Linked DNA regions of Rattus norvegicus: all the other regions are linked to region 2. The links are chromatin contacts, called in public Hi-C maps. All regions are on one chromosome and are shown on one strand. The core of a region is the stretch at or near the end of the contact, and the rest is flanking DNA. Distances in the headings are between cores, read along the strand shown.

Region 1 (3,633 bases), core at 1,010-3,509, 58 kb after region 2:
ACAGTCACGTGGCAGTTTTTAAAGCCAGCACCTCAAACATCTTAGAACCTTGGGTGAGTGAGTACGGTGATAACAGAATGGAGCGGCGCTCAGTGCTAGCTCTGGAACCAAAGGGACAGTTGGCCTCTCCAGGAGGGTCAGGGATGGCACTTGGAGGTGAAGTCTAAGCTAGCCTTGGAAGCTTGACAGGTTGAGAAAGAGGGAATGTCAGTGTTGGATGGGAGTGCTAACCTTGACTTAGAGCAGACCCATCAGTGGACACCCTCCCCTGAGGTTGTCACTCTGGATCTGTCCAGGGTTCAAGGGCTGGGGACGCCAGCCAGTGCCCTGGAGATAAGGGCTGTAGATCCACATGCAAGTGTTTACTGACTTAACGTTTATTTTCACTTTATATAAGTATTGCCCTTGAAGTTACACAGGCCCATGGAGTCTGATCATGGAGTCTGCATGCTTTGAGGCTTGGAATCTGGGACAGCCTCCATGTATGAATCAGGCAATCTTCAAGAGCACAGTGCGTAGGAACTGATTTCCCCCCATGAACAGACTTTAGCATGATCCCAGCTGAACCTACAACACTGAGAAAGCTTCACTTGGGGTATCAGATGAAGCTCAGTCCCCTGGAAGCTCAGGTGTTCAGTCAGGCGGTGTGGACGGACTCTCTGCCTTGCTCCCACCTGTGGCCCCTAACTAACGTAGGGCATGGGGCACACTGCACGTCAGCTTGGACACTTTAACAAGCAGACATTTCAGGTCCTCTGACTTATAGAGGGTCTGCAAGTAGCAGGGGCGTAGGCTCTGTTCTAAACAGCAGGAGTTTCCTGCTGAACCTGTAAGAGGAATTAGTTGCAAATTAAAGCCCCAGGAACCAGAATGGTCTGACCTAGTGTATGGAACTGCTAGATGGGGACCAAGCGAATGTTGAGAGACATCTGCCTGAGAGGAAGATTTGGGTCTTGGAGTCATTTGTCCTACGCTGTTCTTCTGGAAGGTAGAGCGGAGTATACTCAAGGCTCGTGATGGCTGTGACCCCTGTGGGGTGTGTAGGAGTGGCGTAGCACAGGCCAGTTCAGTCAGCCTGTAACGTGGGCCCCTTGCAGGGGTTTGTGAGGTTTCTAAATTCCTTCTCCCCTTTTTCTTGGCTCCCTGGCTTCTCATGTGACGCTCTCGTTTATTAATGTATTTGACATTGTCCATGATAAAAGCAGACTAGACAAGAGCCTTCCCCAGTGGAGGAAGGACAGTGGGAGACTCCCCAGCAAGATCTCTGAGGCTCTGTCATTCCTCAAAGCTTGGCACATGGTGTGACTGACCGCTGCCTTTCTGCCAGCTTGCAGGTGCCCAGCCAGCTTTCTGACAGGGCTGGAGGTAAGATTTGGAAAAGCAGAGGTGGTACTTAGTCAAGGGCAGGTTGAGCTGTTCTGTCTGGTGGCAGTAGGCATCCATGGTAAAAGGCACCTCGCACCCAGGAATTTAAAGGTTCTTGGTGACAGAGGTGTGTGTTTGGGTGGGGGGTTCCCTCACCTCTTTGTCTCTGCAGCAGGAGGAAGATGAGCGGGGCCTCCTTGTCAGGGGGATGTGAGTGGAATCCAAAGTGTGAGCTTGTGAGAGTCTGTGAGGCGGCAGCTGTGCCATGACAGCGACTGCCCTCCCCTCAGGCTCTGGCCAGCCCCAGCCTCCCCCAGTGTGGAGTGAGGAAACTTGTCTGGCAGCAGGCAGCAGCACTCAGCTGTCATAGCACATCAGCGGTTGTGGTTCCCAGCTCAGGAAACATGCCAAGCGCCAGCAGATGATGTACTTAACGAAGCACTGAGGAAGAGAGGCTTGGCTCCAGACCAGCAGGTCTGAGATGCAACGCCAAGGGGCTCCTTTCACGTGGGCTCGGGGGCTGCTTTAGTGCAGAACTGTCAAGCTCTTGAACCCGGGGGACAAGATTGTGTCCTCTTAAACTTAAAACTTAGGTAAGATCAAGTGGGATTGCCTTTAGGAGGGCAGATATAGAATATGCCAACTGGTAGGCTTGAAGTTGACTTTATCAAAAGAGCTCTGAACAACATAAAATGGCAGGCCTTGGGGCTGGGGATTTAGCTCAGTGGTAGAGCGCTTACCTAGGAAGCGCAAGGCCCTGGGTTCGGTCCCCAGCTCTGAAAAAAAAAAGAACCAAAAAAAAAAAAAAAAAAAATGGCAGGCCTTCTCCTGTGGACTTGAACCAAGCCAACTGACTGTGAGTCATGTGTACCAGATGTCAGTTAGGAACGAGGTTGTGGGACTCTGCCCGTGTGTGTCTGTCCCTCCCTAATGTGTAACATCTGCACGGGGTTTGATGGTTTACAAGCCTCTTTTATATCCTTTGTCTGGTTTTATTTTATAACAGTCCCCATGAAGTCGATATTAATTTTCTCCCCACTCCACAACTGAGCCTGCAGTACTCCGCTGGGGCAGGCCCCTCGAGTTATGAGCTGGTGGTATTTTGAAGAGCCAGGGGTTGAATCCAGCTCCAGAGCGTACCCACGGATATGTGGGTTGCCTCCTTCATATTCTGTAGCTGAAAAAACTTAGTTGTTTGATTTGCACTTGAATCTGTTCTGTCTTGAGCAAGGTCGGAGGTTGGATGAGAGGTGGGATGGGGTGGAGTGCTTGCTTAGTGAGGCCTGCTGATGTCATCTTTCTGAGAGCTACTGGAAGCCCAGAGAGGTTGGAGGGCCTGCCAAAGTCACCAGCTAGAAGCTAGCTGGCCAAAAGGCCGATCCGTGTGCCGAGGGTGCCTTCTGCTTGCTTGTGTTATAGCATTGATTGCTACAGTCACATATAAGCGGAGACACAGAGAGCAGTTTATAAAAGGATGGTTCAGTATTAGAGTGAGCCCCGAGGTTGACAGATAGGGAGGCTGCCAGAAGGGACAGTGCTGTAGTGTGGAGTCTGCTGGTGGAGCTGGCCAGGCTCCTGACCTCCAGCCCATCCTCCACCCACTAGTTCTCAGCCTCAGACAAGCCTTCGTGTTGTAGGTTCCTGAAGTTTTGGGATCTGAACTGAGAGTTGACCCCAGGTCCCTGTCATCAGGAAGCTGGAAGAGAACCAGAGCTTCCAGAGTGCGAGCGCTCCCTTCTGCTAGCACGGCTTCCACCTCAGGCTTGAAGCTCGAATGCCTTGTTTCTCAGTGTTGAGTCCACATCCAGCCACCTAGTTATTTTTAGGTGGGAACTTCCTATTCTGTGTTCTGTCCCGCTCTGCCCCCTCCCCAAGCTGAGCGTATGTTTTCTGTCTGGCAATGGTGCTGTAGCCGCCTTATTTTTAGCATAGCTTGTTTTCCTTCCTGACTTTCCTTTTCTTCAAATTTAGCACACACACATACACACACTCAAATAGGCATTCCTCCCCACCCCGCCCTTCGTTCTTATTCACTAGGTCACACGATTCAATCCTCCAGGCAAGCGCTAAGCTCCATCCAACACCAGAAGAGAGGAGGCGTCAGTGGCTCCGGCTAATCTTGAGCACCTGCTTGTAGCACACACTCCTGGTCTTTTCATTAAAGTCTCTTCACTCGACCCTCGCCTGTCTCTGGTGGGGGTCTGCAACACTCACACTAGTACACGTACCTGATTAGGAATGTGTACCGAGGCCACCAGAGAACCTAGA
Region 2 (3,706 bases), core at 1,201-3,700:
TCCCCTCTGTAAACCCAAGAAGCTGTGACTGAATTGAGAGAGAGTGTGTCCATCTCCCTGATGTATCGATGATTTTCTCACAAGATTCTGACTCCCCCGAAACACTGGACATGATGCTTCCTTACCATCTTCCTGGAGATTCTCTGTTTCTCTTCAGAACTACCATTTCTGACTCCATCTCTGAAGGTGTGTCTCTATACGTTCCCAGAGGAAAACACCCATAGACTTCTTGCTTGTATCAAGTAAATACCACTTTAGGCTGGCCACTCCATCTGTAAGCCAGGAATAAGATCAGATTGCGGGGGTACTGACTCGGGTTAATTATAGACAGTGTTTTAGGGGCCAGGCAGTTACCCAGGGACTCTGGAAGTTCTTGGCATAATACTATAGCATTACAATAATTCTGGCTTGCAAATTATAGCCCAGAAGAAGCATTACAGGAGAGACAACTCTTGACGCCGTGGCCAGCTGAAAGCGGAATGTGAAAAGTAAGTTGTGAAACACAACTTCTCTTCATAAACCTTCAGAAAAGCGAGATAATGTTTCCATGTGCAGCACACATGTGGGGAACGGGGAACAGGCCTCCAGATCCTAGGGACAGCGTTCTTGGCCCAGGTGGCCTGGCTTACTGCCAGGATCTGGCCTCCTTTCCTTCCTGAGCCTAGAATCTGAAGGGAGGGAGCCGGTTGGAGGTGGGGCTTGAAACAAGGATGTCCTGGCCTTTCAGGTTTTTTCTTTTTCTTAATTGGGGCCTCCCTCCCTGCAGGATGATTAAGTGCTTGTACAGCAGAGTGAGGATTTAAAGGGTAATTTGAGACATTTAAGTCTAGGGATACCCAAAATAAACATCTTAGCATCGACTTCTGGGGCCTCTCCCTGTGTTCCAGACACCAAAGGTTCAGCTTTGTCATGTGTGCAGAGTTTAAGACTGTTTCCTAGGGATGCTAAATGAATAGGTCTCGGGTAGAAGTAAGTGGTGATGTTGTTATCTGAGATTGTTGGGGTGTGGGCTAACAGTGGGGTTTGGAACATTCAAGGGGCCTTAGGGAACACAAGAGGCAAGGAGTCTGACTGTGCGTGGCTGAGTAGGTAGAGCAGAGCCTTCAGAGTCCTGGGTCTGTTTTTCTCCAGTGTAGTCTTGCTGGGGCCTGAGCCTGGTAGGCCCCAGGGGGAGCTTGGAAGAAGTACATTGTGGCTCACCAGGTCCCGAAGTCTCAGGATGAGAGCCTGACCTCCAGCTCTAGCAGATTCCTGGACTTACTGTCTATTTCAATAGGTTACTGCTCCTATAGGACACAGGAAAACCAGTGTGCCAAACTCATATATAATGTACAGGTGACAGGTGAAATTACGGTCACAGTGCTCTTTTTTACGCAAATCAGCATTCTAAAGGAATGGTTCAGCTCCCAGGTACTCAAAAGGAGGTACTCAAAGCGGGCGGTGGCGGGTTGTTAGGGGGGAGGGTTGCCCAATAGAAGTTCCAAACAGAACTTAGGTCTAAAAGGCAAGTACCTCATTTTCAGGCAATATTTTGGTCTTGACAAGGCTCACACTACCCCCCTGAGAGCAGATTCATAGGAAAGCCACTCCTCTTTGGCCTGGGTTTCTTCTCGTTTGGAATAGTAACTACATTGTCTTAGGTACATCATTATAGTGCCACCAGATCACAGGGGGGTATCCAAGTCTATTCATGTAATTTACCTCGGGGCCTCAGTTTCTCCATCTGTAAAACTGTCTCTGGATTAAATAGAGCCTCGCCAGCTCCGGTAACCTTAAGCGTTAAATGTTTACATAGCTGGTTCCACTAAGTTGGCAGTGAACAGGGTTAAAGCCCCACTTCCTACAAGGTGAAAAGGTAAGCAAACATTCCGACCTCCCCTTAGCCTTGCTCCCGGATTGGTGCCCCGCCTGGTCCCAGCCACCTATCGCGTCCGCATCCGTCATCTGGATTGCTAATACACTCATTAGCATAAAGAATTATTCGAAGACGCGGCACCGGATAAGCTGAACCGGAGTCTCTGTCCCTTTAAAGAGAAGAGAGACAGGCACTCTCTCAATAAGGGTATCTCCCCTGCACAGTCCTCTCGGTCAACTAGAGGTCGTGCGTTAGTCCTGCCCGCCTATCACCTCGAAGGTGGGCATCCATTCCTAGAGTGCACGGCGCGCGGGCCCCCAAGGACTGACTGTGCTGACTGTTCGGGCCTCCAGGAGCCGCAGTCTCAGCTGGAGGGAGGCCGGGCCTGCCAAGCAGCAGGACGAGGACGCCCTCGGGCACGACCCAGGGGCTGGCGCCCAGGCGGCCGCAGGAGGTGGCTCGTGCAGCAGGGGGGAGGTTCCTGACCGCACGCGGGAGGCGGGGTCTAGGAGGAGGCGGGGCATTGGTGGAGGGGTGGGGCCTGCGGGAAGGGGCAGGACCGCGGCGCAGGGCGGGTTCTGGCGGCGGAGTGTCACACACGCGGCGGCTCGGGAGGCGGCGGCAGAGGCAGCGGCAGCGCCAGGCGCCGCCGGGACGGGCAAGGGCTCGCGGGCTCCGCCAGGCGCCGGCCGCCTCTCTCATTCGCTCTCTTGCTTTCTGACCCGCGGTGGGGCCGGGCTCGCCCCAGTGCACTCGAGAAGCCCGCAGCTGGCGGAGGCTCGCACGGGGCAGGGGCGCGCTCCGCGAGGGTGGGGGCGCTGGGTGCGGGTGTGCACGGCGGGGGGCGCCCGGCCTTCCGCTCTAGGCGGCCCCCGGGCCCTATGAGACTCGTCTGTGAGGGGCGCGAGATCCGAAGCTCGGCCGGCGCGCAGCAGGGGCGGAGGGCTGTGCAACAGCGGCCAGAGCCGGGCGGCGGCCGGCAGGAGGCGGCGGCTGCGAGAACTTGAACTTGGCGACCGGTGCCCCGCACGCCCCCCACCGGGGCAGAGGCGCTGCGGGACTGGGCGGCAGTGTTGTCCCCCGAATGGCCGCGGCGGCGGACGGGGCTCGCGCGCCGCGGCCCTAGGCGGCCCTTCGCCATGGCCAAGTGGCTGAACAAGTACTTCAGCTTAGGCAACAGCAAGACCAAGAGTCCACCGCAGCCGCCGAGGCCGGACTACCGCGAGCAGCGGCGCCGGGGTGAGCGGCGCGAGCAGCCCCCGCAGGCCGTGCCGCAGGCCTGCTCTGCGTCCTCGGCGTCCTGTGGGTCGGCCGCCGCCTGCTTCTCCGCCTCGTCGGGCTCTTTGCCCGACGACAGCGGCAGCACGAGTGACCTCATCCGCGCCTACCGCGCGCAGAAGGAGCGCGACTTCGAGGACCCGTACAACGGGCCGGGCTCGTCGCTGCGCAAACTGCGCGCCATGTGCCGCCTGGACTACTGCGGCGGCGGCGGGGACCCCGGCGGGGGCCAGCGCGCCTTCACGGCGGCGGCAGGCGCTGCGGGCTGCTGCTGTGCGGCGGCGGGAGCGGGCGCCGCCGCGTCCTCATCCTCATCATCCGGCTCCCCGCACCTCTACCGGAGCAGCAGCGAGCGGCGGCCGGCCACGCCGGCGGAGGTGCGCTACATCTCCCCTAAGCACCGACTCATCAAAGTGGAGAGCGCGGGCGCTGCGGGGGACCCTCCGGGAGGCGTGTGCTCTGGCGGCCGCACCTGGAGCCCGACGACCTGCGGAGGCAAAAAATTGCTCAACAAGTGCGCCGCCGAGGAGACCGGAGCTGGTCAGAAAGACAAGGTAAGATCCAAAGCTACTG
Region 3 (3,895 bases), core at 438-2,937, 40 kb after region 2:
ATTTGCTTCTTAAACTAACAGAATCTAAACTTTTTTTTTTTAAACGGAAGGATTTTCAGCTGTCAGCAGGAATAACTGGAACCGTGCGTCATCCGAGACCAGAGGTTTTCCTGGTTTTAGGGTTTGTAAGTTCTTATTGAAAAAGGAAGCGAACAGCGGAGGCAGCCGTGGGGCCGACGGCCCCTGCTCAGATCTCATTTTAATTAGAAAATATAGACAACGCCTGCTTTATCACAGGCCTCCCAGTGCTCCCATCGGAAGGTGAACAAAGATTTCGTTTATATCCCGAAAGCCTCTGTGTTTGCAAATTGCAGAGCACTTCTGAGAGGGAACTGGAATGCTGATTGCTGAATTACCTTGTAGACTACAGTTAGGCTAGGCGCCACCTTACCTAAGGTCTCCAGTAGAAACCCCAAATAATTCTTCTTCCCCTTTTCACTGAAGACTAGGAGATTTTCACATTGCTAAGACGGTGGGGGACTGTGGGGCAGGAGCAGCTTGTTAGCAAGTCACCTGAAGCAGCTAGCTATGTATTTCACGATCTCCGAGGGGACACCTGGTCCCTGGAACTCACAGCCCTGCCCGCCAGGACCCACATCTGAACTGTTCTGACCCACGGTGCTTCCCATACACGACTCTTAATGTAGTCTGCAGATGGTAGAGTGCAAATATCAAATGAAAGACAAAGCAAGCCCAGCTCTCCCCAGCCCCTCCTCTCCTGGCCTGGTGTCATTTGAGCTCACTGAAAGGCACTGATTACCACGTCACCATGTGCAGGAGCCCCTGGGACCGGAGCCTAACCCAACCTCGTCTGCTTGATTGCTGGGTGCTCTAGGCCTGGGTCTTCCCTGATCCGTGTGCTGCAGTTAAGTGACCAGGGAATGCCTGCTGTCCCTTTTCAGGCACTACATCCAGGTAGCCGGTGGTCTCTCGTGCGACCATGCCAAGGCTGCTGCCATCGGCTGCCATTCACCGGGCAGAGAGAGACTGGGGTCTTCTCCATTTCTTCCTGAGTTTACAGGCCTTGCAAATGCCTTACATTCCAGGAACGGGGAGAGAAGAGCGGCTCCTGTGGTTTCTAATTAAACCTACAATTTAAATAACAATCCAGCAAAGGGGATGCTAACCTCCGCCCTCCCCGGGGCAGCAGCTGGGAGATTGAGGGTTTATTTGCTCATTGTTAGACACCTGACCCGAAGGGTGAGCAGGGAGGGTGGTGGGAGTTTGGGGTGAGGCAGATTTGTAATAAAGGTTTGGGTTGAGAGGGCTTATGTTCTTTTCTTCTCTGTGAGGAGTAGGCAGTCAGAAATGAGAGAGGAGGTGCTGTGTTCTAAATCTTTCAATTAGAAATTGTCATCTTTTTTACCAGGAAATGTGGTGCTTCTCCTGTGGAGCGGTAGAATTCCAGATATGCACACTCCTCACAAAGCCTGAGACCTGCCCGGTGACTCACTCTTCCTCTGTTGTTAGTCAGTGGGCTGGCAGGGCTCTGGCTGACTGCCAAGCGAGAGCACCAGAATAGGCCTTGTGAGTGAGGATGTTGGGGGCACCGATGTCCACCCTGGACCCCCTCAGACTCCTGACCTGTCCTGCTTCGACCCTGGCATCTGTACATTGCCCAGTCTGGTGTTTCATCAGGCCTGTCTAGGGCCGCACTCATCTTTTATAGTGTGTTGATCTCACCAAATTGTTGTGTGATGACCCACAACATGATTATGTTCCAGATTTGGAGAAAAACAGGGTGCTGAACGCAACTATTCTTGTCTGAGGTCTTGGGTCTCAGCCAGCAGCCAAGGGCCTGCCAGCGTTTCTACGCTTTCTGTGATCTCCCAACTTTCTTCTCCCCATTGCTCCATCCACCTAAACTCAGTAACTGTTCCCACCTCACCTCTGCACTGACTTCCCCCCGGGGTGGGCTCACGGTTCCCATGCCTTGCTAGCCCAGGAGCAGTTTCTATTGGCTGGAGTCATGTCTGGCTGTGCACAGTGGTGAAACAAAGCCAGAGATGGCCTCACACTCTCTCCCTCCCCTGCAGGTGACCATAGCAGATGACTACTCTGATCCCTTTGATGCCAAGAACGACCTCAAGAGCAAAGCAGGAAAGGGTGAGAGCGCTGGCTACATGGAGCCCTACGAAGCCCAAAGGATCATGACAGGTGAGCAGGGCACAGGCACAGAGTTTCGGTTCGTTCTCTGTTACTGTGACAGAATACCTGGGAGTGGGCGATTTATAACAAGTGTGTATCAGAAAGAGGCGTGTTTTTGTGATTCTACTATAGGTAGGTACTCCTCCCATTAAATCCCACCCCCGACACTGCTGTGTGGAGCACCTAGTGAGCACCATACCAGTTCTGGGGGTACAAAGCACATTCAAGCCACAATACCCTGGACTTACAGCTCAACGAGAAGGGTCTGCTGGACATGTTGCCACCTTCTCTGTAGAAGTGTGCTTGTTCACAGTGATAGCTGCGGGTTACTGAGCTGTCCCCTCCCCTATCTCCCCCATGGTTGAGTAGGGTGTGTGTGTGTGTAACCTGCATGCAAAACTTATATGCTACATGCACATGTGGCGGATAGAGGGCAGATTGGAAGGAATCGATTCTTTTACCCTGTGAGTCTCAAGTTTTGAACTCAGGTCAGTAGGCTCTGTGGCAACAGCCTTTACCCGGGGAGTCACTTTGCTTGCCCCTTCCGCACATTTTATTGGTTTGTCTATCACCAACATCGGGTTGGGGGAGGCGCTTTTAGATTAGAACACAGCTATAGATAACCAGAGATGCCAAGGGCTAGAGGAGGGTTTGTTCGGACACTCCTGAATGCAGAGACGGAGGCATAAAGCCTTATTTGGAGCCATCTACCAGTTGGCACAGAAGTGGGAACAGACCAGTTCATGCTACTTGTTAACCAGTAGAAGAAACCATTTTTCACAGAAAACGATTCTGTGGTATCTTTGCAAAGAGCCCAGTGTTCGCTGCCCCCTCCTCTTCCTCATGTTACCTCACATCATTTCCTTTTTTAGAATACGGGCAGCTAAAGGGCAATTTCTGGTTGTGAGGATCTTGCCAAGGCTTCTTGTGACTCTTGACGTCTTTGTGTGTACCGACACCATGGCGACTGATAGTGTGGACGTGGCCCAGGGTGAGCTGTCAGTGTAAGCACTCCAAGAAGGGATTCAAATCCATGAGCAGACCCAAAACTTGTTAATGCTAAAGATAGCCATGGAACAGGATAGCACAGGAAGTGTGTAGATAAGGATGGTCTTGAACTTCTAATCCTCCTGGCTCTAACTTGAGTCACCATATTCAGTTTCTGTGGTACTGGGAGTCAGCTCTTGGACTAGGCAAACGATCCAACCTGGCTGCATTCCCAGACTGTCAAAGTAAGCCTTGAGAGTGATCCCTACCGGGTACTGTTGGAATTTCTGTGCTGTGTGTACAGCACCAAGTACCAGGGCAGTGTCTGTGGCCTGCAAGGGGCCCAGGCTGGAGCCAAGCACATCTGGAATGGACACACACCACCCATGCAGTCTCTGGGATTTAGTTTCCCTATGTAGCAAGAACCTTAAATCAGGCAGTTACAGTGTTCAAGGCTGCTGTGCCCAAGTTCTGTGCCTCTGGTTTTCCCTGTGTCAGTGACAGAAACAGTCACAGTGGAGGTTGCCAATTCTCCAGTCCTCATTTGCAGTAGTTGATGTGGGAGTCAACTGTTTGTTACCAGTAGAGAACTGAAGCCCCAGGCAAGTCAGCTGCTTGGGTGTGAGGGCAGCTTCCTGTGTCAGGACCATCTAGCACTTTCTCCCCCGGGCTGGCTGCCAACTCAGGCACCATCGATGGTGTTCACCCCTCTGCAGTCATAACTCCAGGTGATGGGGAGCTTTTGTGAGCAACTGGTCCC

What was found. Hi-C and Micro-C count contacts between places; a contact is called where the count stands out from the background.
Region 1: a Hi-C map of hepatocytes shows a contact between it and region 2, with 2.1 times the contacts expected there. The contact joins the enhancer-like site here to the promoter of Shb in region 2. A contact is called at or near these places in 8 of 12 Hi-C or Micro-C datasets (the A7r5 cell line, the Rat2 cell line, frontal cortex and 4 more).
Region 3: a contact with region 2 is called in a Hi-C map of Schwann cells, with 5 times the contacts expected there. The contact joins the enhancer-like site here to the promoter of Shb in region 2. A contact is called at or near these places in 8 of 12 Hi-C or Micro-C datasets (the A7r5 cell line, the Rat2 cell line, Schwann cells and 4 more).

Annotation. Positions count from the first base shown.
Region 1 is chr5:64,522,012-64,525,644 of GRCr8, reverse strand. All of the region lies in intron 2 of Shb (SH2 domain containing adaptor protein B), which reads left to right. Among named protein-coding and RNA genes, the nearest start is that of Shb, 57 kb to the left of the region's middle. Within about 2 kb of position 2,259, at least 32 of the 93 cell types and tissues checked have an H3K27ac peak or open chromatin away from gene starts, as enhancers often do. A contact at or near this core is called in the A7r5 cell line, hepatocytes and liver, where this site is marked.
Region 2 is chr5:64,579,816-64,583,521 of GRCr8, reverse strand. Shb (SH2 domain containing adaptor protein B) reads left to right here and starts at 2,450. Exons shown (of 6, transcript NM_001427398.1): 1 at 2,450-3,687. The coding sequence starts at 2,995.
Region 3 is chr5:64,538,458-64,542,352 of GRCr8, reverse strand. It overlaps Shb (SH2 domain containing adaptor protein B), which reads left to right. Exons shown (of 6, transcript NM_001427398.1): 2 at 2,037-2,157. Among named protein-coding and RNA genes, the nearest start is that of Shb, 41 kb to the left of the region's middle. Within about 2 kb of position 1,687, at least 27 of the 93 cell types and tissues checked have an H3K27ac peak or open chromatin away from gene starts, as enhancers often do. A contact at or near this core is called in the A7r5 cell line, Schwann cells and liver, where this site is marked.